Linked DNA regions of Sus scrofa: region 1 is linked to region 2. Evidence: chromatin contacts called from public Hi-C data. All regions are on one chromosome and are shown on one strand. Each heading gives the region's core, a stretch centred on a gene start, on an enhancer-like site or on the middle of the called end of the contact. The rest is flanking DNA. Distances are from core to core; before and after follow the strand shown. Region 1 holds the start of RALGAPB (ral GTPase-activating protein subunit beta). Region 2 holds the start of RBL1 (retinoblastoma-like protein 1).

Region 1 (5,643 bases), core at 2,783-5,282, 1.2 Mb before region 2:
CAAATATCAACCAAGCTTGGCCAAAAAGGAATGTATTCACCTACGCACCAGATTCAAACTATTAGGTGTCCTACCAAACACCTGAATTACAAGAAAGAAAGACAGGTTCTGCCTGCATTCCTCCCCAAAAGTGAAAACAAACAGTTTTTGCCAGTCTACCCAAAAAAAAAAAAAAAAAAAAAAAACCTCTGCCTACCCCTACCACCACCACAGTTCTTATCTTTTATACTTGCTCTTACACAGCAGCCATATCCACTTGTTACTTAAATTTAAATTAAATTAGAAATTCAGTTTCTTAGTTATACTAGTCACATTTCAAGTCTTCAATATCACATGTGGCTAATGGCTACCATATTGGACACTGCAGATAGAGAACAGTTCCATCACTGCAGAAATTTCTATTTGACAGGGCTGCCTTAGATACTACACTTTTATTACAACTCTGACTACAGATTCCTCAAGGGAAGGGGCTGTGTCTTATTTAATATCCCCAGTTTATTCAGCAAAGTACATGTCATACAACAAGCACTCACTGTACATCTAACTGAATATCTCAAACATAGTAGACTACTCTGTCCACTCCCCTCCATCCCCAACATACAAACATTCACACACACACAAAACAACAACAAGAAGAAACAAGACATCCTCTCATGTGGGGGTGGAAGGGGATACTGTGTCCAGAGGAAGGAGACCTGCATTCCAATCCTAGGTGTGCTACAGCCAACCATGTACTCCTAGGCAAGTTAACTACTTTCTTCATCTATAAAAACTTAAACTCCATGTATCTTAATTCTAAAACTTTTGGTCATCTTGCACCAAAGAAAATCACGCATTCTATCTAAAAGGCCTTTAAACATGTCAGGGAACTACATCTGCTAACACTGATGGGTACCTCAAATTAAAAAGAATCCAGAAGTTCCCATCACGGGGCAGTGGAAACGAATCCGACTATGAACCATGAGGTTGTGGGTTCAATCCCTGGCCTCACTCAGTGGGTTAAGGATCCAGTGTTGCCATGAGCTGTGGTATAGGTCACAGATACGGCTCAGATCTGGCATGGCTGTGGCTCCAGCGTAGGCCGGCAACTGTAACTCTAATTCAACCCCCAGCCTGGGAAACTCCATGTGCCACAGGTACAGCCCTAAAAGCAAAAAAAAAGAATCCATTTTTGGGTCTCAGGCTATCATAATTAGAGTCACTTTTGGTCTTTAAATGAGCATGTGTAGTTTTCACCTTTTCCTGCGGCTCAACTAGAGACTCAAACCTCAGGCTTAAAGATTGAGTTTCTTCCATGTGCTGAGGCCAGAACTGGATACTCTGCCCATATCTGATCAGAGAAATAGGGCCAAGTTTCTTGAGTATCTGAATATAACATTAATTGCTCCATCAGTTTCCACCATTAGCATTAGCCTAAAATTTGGGAAAATGGTAAAAAAAAAACTGAACCAAGAAAATATTTCTACAACAATCTGTATTCTGTTAAGAATGTCATTATGTGAAATGTTTTTTTTTCAATCCATATACTTCATATTTAACTGCTATAAAAAAACTTTCCCAAAAAAAAACCCACAAAAAAAACCAAAAAAACTGGGATTGTCCAAATACTTTTTCATACTGACCACACACACTTCACTTACGCAATTTTCTAAATCTTACATGGTTTTAAGACCAGCCAAATACAAATACAATCAGAATTACTGGCCTGCCTTCCTTTATAATTTGCAAATATGGTGGGCAATAACAGTTCAGAAATTCTGTAATAATATATACCAAGTGTGTCAATTCCTTGGATATCAAGGTTTTAATCTTAAGTACTCAGGTCATCTCTCCTGGTGAATAGGATGAACTACTACCAAAAGCACTTCCATCAACTAGTATTTACCAACTAAGTAATAACGTTCAGTGGATGACAACTAGACATTATTTTGGACAGTACAGTGTTTAGGAGGGAACATATGCAAAGGCCTAAGGGCAATAAAAAGGTTTCCACTACAGAACTGACTGCATATGATTGTGATAAAACTAGGTATTAAAACTCAACCAGTGTTGACTGTGCATAGTTAGTCCTTCCTAGAGTCTCGCTGGTGCTAAGAACTCAATATGTTTATTCAACCGCTGAATGGATAAATTAATGAACGTAACTAGAGTATTTTCAAGCAAAAAGAACAAAACTTGATAGACTAAGAACACCAAACACCTTTTACAAAAAAAATGGAAATGGAGAAGAATCTGTTTGCAGCATGCAGTCGAGGATACAAAAGGCACTCAAACATTCCATTCAGTAAAACCACTGTGAAACTGTACGTCAAAGTACTGGGAGAAATACAAAGATGAGATGACATGGTTCGAGTTGCTCACAATCTAGCAGAAGAGAAAAACACAACACAGAAAAATGACTCGTAAATTCCATTATGATGATGCCAAAAAGCACACAGGAAAGCCCCAAGGTGGCTGGGGGTCAAGGGTGGGGGTCAGAGACAGAGGCATCTTGAATGTTGGGAATGCTGGGAGTTATGCAGCCAGAGACAGGAGGAAAAGGCTACGTGCATGTGTGTAAGAAAGAGCAGCATTGTGTGGGTCTGGGTGGAGCAGGGAGAAAGCATGGAGGATAGTCTAAGCAGAGGAACGGCGTATGCAAACAAGACCCAGAGTTTAGAAACACTATATTCATGAGGACTGTGTATTCAGGAAAATGGCAAACTGACAGTTTTGCATGAGATGCACGCACTTTAAAAGGTCCAGCTGACTCAGAAATCCTGTACAGAAAGTTACTTCCCAACCCCAACAAGCTTTCACAAGGTATAGTAGTCAGTGGGCCTAATGAAAAGATCTCTGCAGGTGGAACGTGCATTTTTAACAAGCTCACAGAGGATTCTCCTACACACTTAAACTGGGGAAACACTGAAATGTTTTACTGAGATGCAAAATGATCTACTGCAGCAGTTCCCAAACTTTGCTGCACGATGAATTCATGAGGGGATCTCTAAGAAACACTGCTGTCTCCCCACCAAGCCTGCTCCCAAACGTGCTGACTTAATTGGCCTGGCCATGCTACCTGGGCATCAGGAATCTTTAAAAGCTGCCCCAGGTGATTTTTCCGTGCAGCGAAGATGGAGAGCCACTGACCTAATTGCTAAGAACTTGAATCTGGAGTCAGACTGGCTGGGTCCAAATTTACCGGCTCTCTGACCTTGGGCAAGGAAGTCACCTAAGCATTCAGGGCCTCAGTTGCCTCGTCAGTAAGATGGGGATAATCATCCTCCTTTACCGAGTTGTTGTGAAGTTAGATGAGGTGAACGTAATGGCCTGGCACAACGCCCGGTGTGGAGTAAAGCGCTTAACGAGGGTTAGATGTGCCTTCTCATAATTAACTCTTTCTCCTCCTAATGTCACCGTGCAATGGGCAGCATCGTCCCGACAGGGCGGCAGCCACTCGACCAACCTTGCTGCTGGACCAGATTCTAAGCCGGAGTTGTCTAGCTCTGCTCCAGACCCGCCCCCTCCCCCAGGCTGCCAGAAGAGAGTTTTCCCGACCCAGGCAGCCCCTAGGTCTGCAGAGAGCCGACAGAAGCTGCCGACTCCAGGGCCAGGCGCACCCCCCACCCCCGCCAAAATGCAGAGATATACTTCCAAAGGCTGGGGCCTTAGAACCACCGGGGCCGAGAAACAAAGCTTAGCCATCCCTGGGCCGCCTGGAGGGGAGGAGAGGGGAGGGTCCGGCCGCGATGGGGAGGGCCGCCCGGTTACCTGAGGCGACGGGCGGGGCCCGCATCGCTGGGGCGGGCGCCGTCGCCGCCGCGGGCCGCACTCGGCCTTCCGCCTCACGCCACCCGCGCCATAGGCCCGGCGCTTTCGCTGTCCCGGTAGGCTGTCCGCAAGCGGTCACTCCGTCTACACGTCTGCGACTCTCCGAGGGCGCCAGGGACGACGAAGGCCGGTAGGGCCAGCCGGCAGTGCTCTGCTCAGGCAACTTCCGACTGCCAGCAGCTGCAGCGTTAAATAACTCCCGGAGTCGAATGGACCACTGCGCGTGCGCGCTGCGCCTGATCAGTGACTTCTGAAGGGCCGAAACGGCGGCGTCAAATAATTCCCGAGACTCGGAGCTGGAAGCTGCGCGTGCGCAGCTATCCCAGTTCACCGCGCGGGGCAGAATCCCTCCTCCCTTTCCGGATCTAGAGGAGCAGTGAAGTGACGGATGCTCTTACCTCATCGCAGTACAGGTCCTTAGGCATCAGTCGGGACTCCGCCTGTTTTAGGTGCGGACAGAGTAAGCGTCTTCTCTGAAAGATTCTGCCTCCCACTCAGGTTCTAGGAATTCATCACGTCCCACCATTACAGCACCCTTCCCTTTGAAATGTTGCCCTTTACCAGCTGCCCCCTTTATAGCATTACAAGCAATACTCAATTCCAGACCAGGTGTGGGTTACAAAGATGAATCAGACATCAGATTCAGAGACAGTCATTAAGGAGATGAGTCTGACATAGGCTACGAGATATTACTAATAGTAATAACAACAGCAAGAGATACCAGTTTGAGCACCTACGTTACACCGCACATTTTGTAAACAGAACTACTTGCAATCATTTGGTTCCAACTTCAACGAGGGAAACACCACCAGAGAGTTAAAGCTCAAATGCCTTGGACATGTAAAGAAGAAAACTTGGGCTGAGAAAGAAGAGGGAAAACCTGGCCTTGAGAACGTCCTTGATATTCAGAGAGGAAGGGATCATTCTGAGTAGTGCCTAAGTCACCGTGTCTGAAAAGAGCAGAATGGAAAAAGATGCTGACTCTTCCTCCTTACCCTCAGAAGAGACCATGGAGGAAGGCCTGACAAGGGAACTGGTATCTTTACAGGAAAAAAATAAATATATATATATATATATGTATATATATATATATATATATGTCTTTATAGGGTCGCACCCACAGCATGTGGAAGTTCCCAGGCTAGGGGTCTAATTGGAGCTGTTGCTGCTGGCCTAGGCCAGAGCCACAGCAACGTGGATCCAAGCTGGGTCTTTGACCTACGCCACAGCTCACAGCAACGTCGGATCCTCAACCCACTGAGCAAGGCCAGGGATTTAACCCGCAACCTCATGGTTCCTAGTCAGATTCACTTCCGCTGCGCCATGACAGAAACTCCAAGGAGAAGTATATTTCCTCAAGATTTTGTTGTCCCCCCCCCCCGCAGCCGCCCCACACACCCAGAAAAGTAGCTAGAGGGGAGAAGAAGAAAGAGAATGTTCCAAGACTAGAACAAGGCTATATCCGGGACACTTTGTGAATCAAAGCAATACACTTCCATTGTAAGAGGCAAACATTTTAAAAGGCTCTCAATATTTATTCCAACCGCTTATCCTTTGCCTTTCTAAACTACAGAGACTGAAAAGCAAAGCATGCAGTTCCCTTGAAGCTAGGAGAGGCAGTGAGACAAACTTCTGGTCAATAAGATGTAAGGCAGGAGTCCCAGTGGAGAGCTTGAATAAAAGAAGTCTTTAGAGAAGTTTGTGACCTTAACCCTTCTGCTATTTGATGCTTGGAACTGAGATGTAATGCCTGGAGGTGCAGTAGTCACCATGGGACCATGAGGAGGATTGTGCCAAGGAAGGTAAAACAGAAGGACAAAAGAAGCCTGGAGT
Region 2 (5,773 bases), core at 84-2,583:
TTTTATGATTTCTTTGTCCTCTTTCCTTGGACTAAGTTACCATTCCTCTCATTCCTTTTCTATCAGTTGAGGAGTGGGTTAGAGATTAAGGTCCCTATGGGGAGAGGCACATTTCCTATAGTAAACAAGGCCTGTGGGGAATTACTCTCTGGAGCCCTTAAACCACAAATGTTAATCAACAGCCATATCAAAGAATGCATCAAAGCCCATGCTCCTACACTGACTACATGAGTTAGTACTCTGCCTCAAAAGGAAGGCCCTACTCTCATGAAACTCACATTTTAGTAGGAAGAACCAGGGAATAAAGATAATTTCAGATAATGATAAGGTGCTATGAAGACAAATATGGTGGAGGAAAAGATGAGAGTCAGCTATTTGAAATAAAGTGCTCAGGGATGCCCTGACAGGGTGCCTTTTAGTTGAACTTGAATGAGGATGAGGCAGACAAGAAAAGACCTGGCATAGAGGGGCTGTTTGACCACCATGTGAGAAAGTCTTTGTGGAAAGAACTAATTTGGCAGCTTGGCATTTCCAAGGTTCCAAAACAAAGCAGTGAGGCTGGATCTTATTATATATCTGGAGAAGGGGACGCTCCCCTAGATGAGGTGGGGCCAGATTACATAGGGCCTTACTGGCCATGGAAAGAATTTTGGACATTACTTTAAGGGCAAAGGGTTTACTGAAGGATCCTAAATGATTGACTATGCTCTTATTTACCTTTTTAAAAGATCACTCTGGCTCTTCATGGGAAAGGGGTCTTGCTGGAGCAGAAGGGTCAGCTTTAAGACCAGTTCCATGCCTTCAGGTTTATGTTCTGGTCACTCCTAAGTCTGGAAGGACGATTTTTACTAGGTTCCAGGGACCCAGCTCCCAGGGAGCAGGGAGCTGAGAAAGTGCCCCCTTACTGCAGCTCTTTTAGCCCAGGTCAAGCCTCATTTGGAGTTCAAGAAGCGATGGATAGGGGTCCCCTAATACCCCTGCCTCACCAACCCTTCAGTCGCTCAAAAAACCATTCACTAGGTGCTAAAGACACTGAGGAGGGTCCGACAGGCCTTTCCTAGCCCTCTCTGTAGACGGACATTTTTCGATTTCCTCCAACTCCTAACTCAAGGGACAACTCTGGATTAGTCTGTGTTTGGCGCCCCGCGGCAGTGACAAACCCAGGCCCACGGGTTGGTGGGGCAGAGGAGACCTCTCTAAAATTAACAAGGCCACCCCGCAACACGGAGCCCAATCCCGCCGCCCGCTCCAAGGCAGGATATGGACTACCACTCCCAGCAGACTCTGCGCGCGGACTGCCGATCCCTCCGCACCCAATTTGTCCCGCCGGCTGTGTCTACCGCTACCTGCCAAGGGCCAAGTCCAGGTTTTTTAGACTCTAAATTCCTTCTTCTTAGCATGTTTCTGGAAGGGGCAGCGTGGAGCCCTGGAGGAAAGACGGACTTTTTTTCAGGAGAAACGCGGATGCAGACCATCAAAAAGACGTAGTGCTACAACCCGCGATTTTCGCGCGCTTTGGCGCGGGAGGTTGTGGGTAGCGCGCCCAGGAAGGAGAAAGGAGCCGGGGCTGTGACCACGCCGCCCGCCGGGCCTGAGGGGATGGACGAGGAAGATCCCTGCGCCGAGGGGGCGGCGGTGGTCGCCGCGGCCGGAGAAGCACTGCAGGCTCTGTGCCAGGAGCTGAACCTGGACGAGGGGAGCGCGGCCGAAGCCCTGGACGACTTCACCGCCATCCGGGGCACCTACAGTCTAGAGGTGAGCGGCGGCAGGTGAGGCGGACGACCGAGCTCGCCAGGCCCCACCCCTGCTCCGCCCCACCCCACCCAGTAGGGCGGTGGGAGTTTCCCCACCGGGAAGGGTCTCTGCCCATCCCGGCGCCGAAGAGTTCGAGACTGGAAGGGCGGGTGTAGATCAATCTCGCCACTTATTTTGAGGCGGGAAATCGAAGTCCGGAAAAGGAGCAGCTGGTTCAGGGTCACGCCACTCAGGGGCTCCCTAGACCCCAGACCTGCGCCGCAAACTCATGGGACTGCTCTTAAGTTTGTATAAAAAAAAAAAAAGTTCTGTAATGGTGAAAGGTTAAACGAATTGTGTGCTGAGATGCCACTGCGCAGCGCTTTGTCATTTTACTTAGTTCTCGCCACAACCCTTTGAACATGTTCCGTGATCCCCATTATACAGCTGAGGAAGCTGAGCCCTCAAGTGGTTAAGCTACTTACCCAGGGTCACACGGGTAGTGGTGGAGCCGGAACCACAACCTCTTCACCTTCCGCCTCAAGGTGTTGGTTGCTCGCCTTGCGGTAGACTATGCAGCAGTTTGATCACATTATTATCGAGTGTGCACACAGTGCTTATCTCTCCGCCCCAGGTTTCTCCTCTCAGATGGGGATAATTAGATTATCCCAATGCGAAGTACAGTGTCTGTCTCTGAACAAAATAAATGTAGGCTATCATTCGAATTTTCCCCCAATCACTCTTGCATTTAGTTCTCATGAGAGCTCTGTGAACATGGCAGGGCAATGAGTTTTAAACCTGCTTTTCAGGTAATAACATCAAGGCCCAGAGGACTGTCTTACCCAGAATCATTCTCACTAATTATGATAGGCACCCAGTCGAGTGGTAAGCCTACGTAGAGATAGAATTGTGATGGAACTGTTCACAATTACTCCAGAGGCCTTATGATCAAACGTTTCCTTGATTCGGGAGGGCTGGACTCACACAGAGTGCCATACTGACTCATTGCCCAGGGCAGTAATTAATTGCTGGGTTCAAAGGCATAGAGTTGGAAATTTGGAGTTAAGCATATGTGTGTCTATATATAAAGGAGAAGAAGAGAGACTCTTGTATGTCTCCAGGATAGGACTGGATAGATTGGATAAAGGACAGTGATCTGCATCTCTGGGTGGCACGACTGGAATAAGAAAATAGAAGATACGGGAGATTGGCCTCTTGATTGAAAACAAACTTTTTACAAGTCTGAGAAAGTCATTTTTTTTTTCCCCCACCATCCTATCTTTACTCCACTGATTTCCCCCAGCCCTGAATGATTGTCAGCAACTGGAAAACTCCTAATTGTACCTCAAAATTCCATCCGAGTGTACCCACTTCCTTGCCCTCAGAATGAGTTCTCATACCCCTGAGAAAGCTATTTCTGACATCTCAAGTCCTCATTTGGTCTCTCATTGAATAAGCATTACCGAATGCAGTCTCAGCAATGATCAAGGCATTAAACTAGGCACCTCTTTCAGATTCTTGAATATGCCAAGCTTGTTCCTACTTGTGTTCTTCCTCCATGCTGTTCCCTCTGCCTAGAAACTTTTCCTTCACTCCCCACTCCAGGGAAAATTGAAGAGCTAACTCTCAGGCAGAGTTGATCAGGGTATCTTAAATGTTTGACTTAGAAAGCACAGATGTGTAAATTAAGATTTTTGTATTTATTCTGTCTAGTTTTTTATTTTCTTTTTTGTTTTGTTTTTGGTGTGGAAGGCATTTCCATGTATCTCTTGCTTCCTTGGAACCTCTCTCTCCCTGGCCCCTATCCCCTCTAGTCTACCTGACATGCTCCTGCTTATATTTTCCCCCTACCCACCCCACTTCCTCAGTACATTTTGGTGGTTTACCACCACTCACCACTTGTCTCTTTCTGTGAACCTTTCCCTGACCCCCAGTCAAAACCAGTTACTCACTACACTGTATTCTGCCGTAATATTTTGTCTTCAATTCTAATAACGTATCTTACCAGTTGCAGATAATAGTATCTGTTCCTCTTGACCTGGAGTTCCATGACATCAGAAACCATCCTTGTATTTTTAAGGCTGTGCATCGAGGAACTAGATTAAATACCATAGGTGCTTTTTTTTTGGTAAAAAAAATCAAAGGAGTAATTTTGGTTCTTAAATTTTTAGTGTTTCCATCTAGTAGACTATATCCTAAAGCTCTGTAGTATTTGGATGTTGTACCCAAACAATTAGTTAATTAAGCCTTCTAAAAATCAAGCTTACCTGCCTCACTTAATGCCTTGATCAAAAGGACTTTTCACTATTTCAGGGTGGGAACACTGGGTCTTAGTGGCTACCCATGTTTTTTTTTTTAGGGCCGCACTCGCAGCATATGGAGGTTCCCAGGCTAGGGGTCTAATCGGAGCTGTAGCTGCTAGCCTATGCCAGAGCCCCAGCAACACGGGATCCGAGCCTCGTCTGCAACCTACACCACAGCTCACAGCAACACCGGATCCTTAACCCACTGAGCAAGGGCAGGGATCGAACCCGCAACCTCATGGTTCTTAGTCGGATTCGTTAACCACTGAGCCACGACGGGAACTCCAGGAAATCTTTTTAGTAGTCATTTTATTCTTTTAGCGTCTGGTCTCTTTTTTTTTGGCCGTAGCATGTAGCAGCTCGATGTGGGATCTTAGTTCCCAGACCAGGAGTTGAACCTGGGCCACAGCAGTGAAAGCAGTAACCATCAGGGAACTCCCTAGAGTCTGATCTTAAAGAATCTGCATAACAGTATTATGTTGTGCTATGAGATTTATGTCTAGTTCTTAATCCTTATTTCATGTAAAGCTTAACAATGAGGTCATAAAGTCTAGCTTGGATATCTCAACTCTAAAGCAGAGAATTAGGAGTTTTCTTGTGACCAGTGAATTGAGGATCCAGTGTTGTCACTGCAGCAGGCTTGGGTTGTTGCTGTGGCATGGTTCACTCCCTGGCCTAGGAATTTCCACATGCCTCGGGCACAACCAAAAAATAAATAAATAAAAATAAAGCAGAGAATTAGATGTTAAATTCCCAAATGTCATCTTTTTTTTGTAACATTGTAAATTGAAATATCTGCTAAGATAGCCATACTATTTCTTTTCTTTCTTTTTTTTGTCTTTTTAGGGCTGCACCCACAGCATATGGAAGTTCCCAGGCTAGGGATCGAATCGGAGCTGCAGCCACAGCAGCACCCCATCCAAGCTGAATCTTGGAACTACATCACAGCTTGCAGCAAAGCCAGATCCTTAACTCACTGAGTGAGGCCATGGATCTAACCCACATCCTCATGGTTACTAGTTGGGTTTGTTTCCCCTGAGCCACATGTTCTTTTATGTGTATTTAATTTCTTTATGTGTAATTCCCTTACGAACTTTCTGCTCTTCCTTTTTCTGCCAAACGGATTAAAATGGTAGAAAGGAACTTCAGCATCATCAAGGCCATGACTGGTGTTATAAAATCGAGAAAGCTAATGCTGAGAAATTTTAAGAGAACTCTTTCAATAATGTCAGATTTGGGATATAGGTGAGAGATCTTTCTTTCGATTAGTAATGAGTTTAGTGTGTTATGTAGAACATAGTGTAAGGAGTTTTATACCCATTACTGCAGTTAACTAAACATTTTGATCTTGGGCGAATATCTTCAGTTCTCTGGCCTGTTAATACAGGATGAAAATTAGACCAAATAATTCTAAGATCTCTCTTGGTTCTAGAAGTCAGGCATTTTAACATAATATATGCATTTTACTGTTTGTCTTTTGCCTGTCAGGGAGAAGTTATACACTGGTTGGCATGTTCATTATATGTTGCATGCCGCAAAAGCATTATTCCCACGGTTGGAAAGGGTATCATGGAAGGAAATTGTGTTTCACTTACCAGAATACTACGTTCAGCTAAATTAAGGTAAAGCACTTTGACTTTTTAAATACTGCTTTATAAGTCCTAGATTTAATTTCTCTTTATTTTAAATTATTTAACTTCATTCCATTCTAAGCTTATCATATGGATATCTTTTCC

Evidence for each region. A called contact is a pair of places that touch in the nucleus more often than the background predicts.
Region 1: a Hi-C map of heart right ventricle shows a contact between it and region 2, with 6 times the contacts expected there. The contact joins the promoter of RALGAPB here to the promoter of RBL1 in region 2. A contact is called at or near these places in 1 of 5 promoter capture datasets (liver) and 1 of 47 Hi-C or Micro-C datasets (heart right ventricle).

What each region holds. Positions count from the first base shown.
Region 1 is chr17:41,506,145-41,511,787 of Sscrofa11.1, reverse strand. It overlaps RALGAPB (ral GTPase-activating protein subunit beta), which reads right to left and starts at 4,032. Exons shown (of 30, transcript XM_021078139.1): 1 at 3,751-4,032.
Region 2 is chr17:40,274,878-40,280,650 of Sscrofa11.1, reverse strand. RBL1 (retinoblastoma-like protein 1) reads left to right here and starts at 1,333. Exons shown (of 22, transcript XM_021077346.1): 1 at 1,333-1,755; 2 at 5,526-5,659. The coding sequence starts at 1,600. LOC110257355 (a long non-coding RNA gene) reads right to left here and starts at 2,322. Exons shown (of 3, transcript XR_002339844.1): 1 at 2,220-2,322.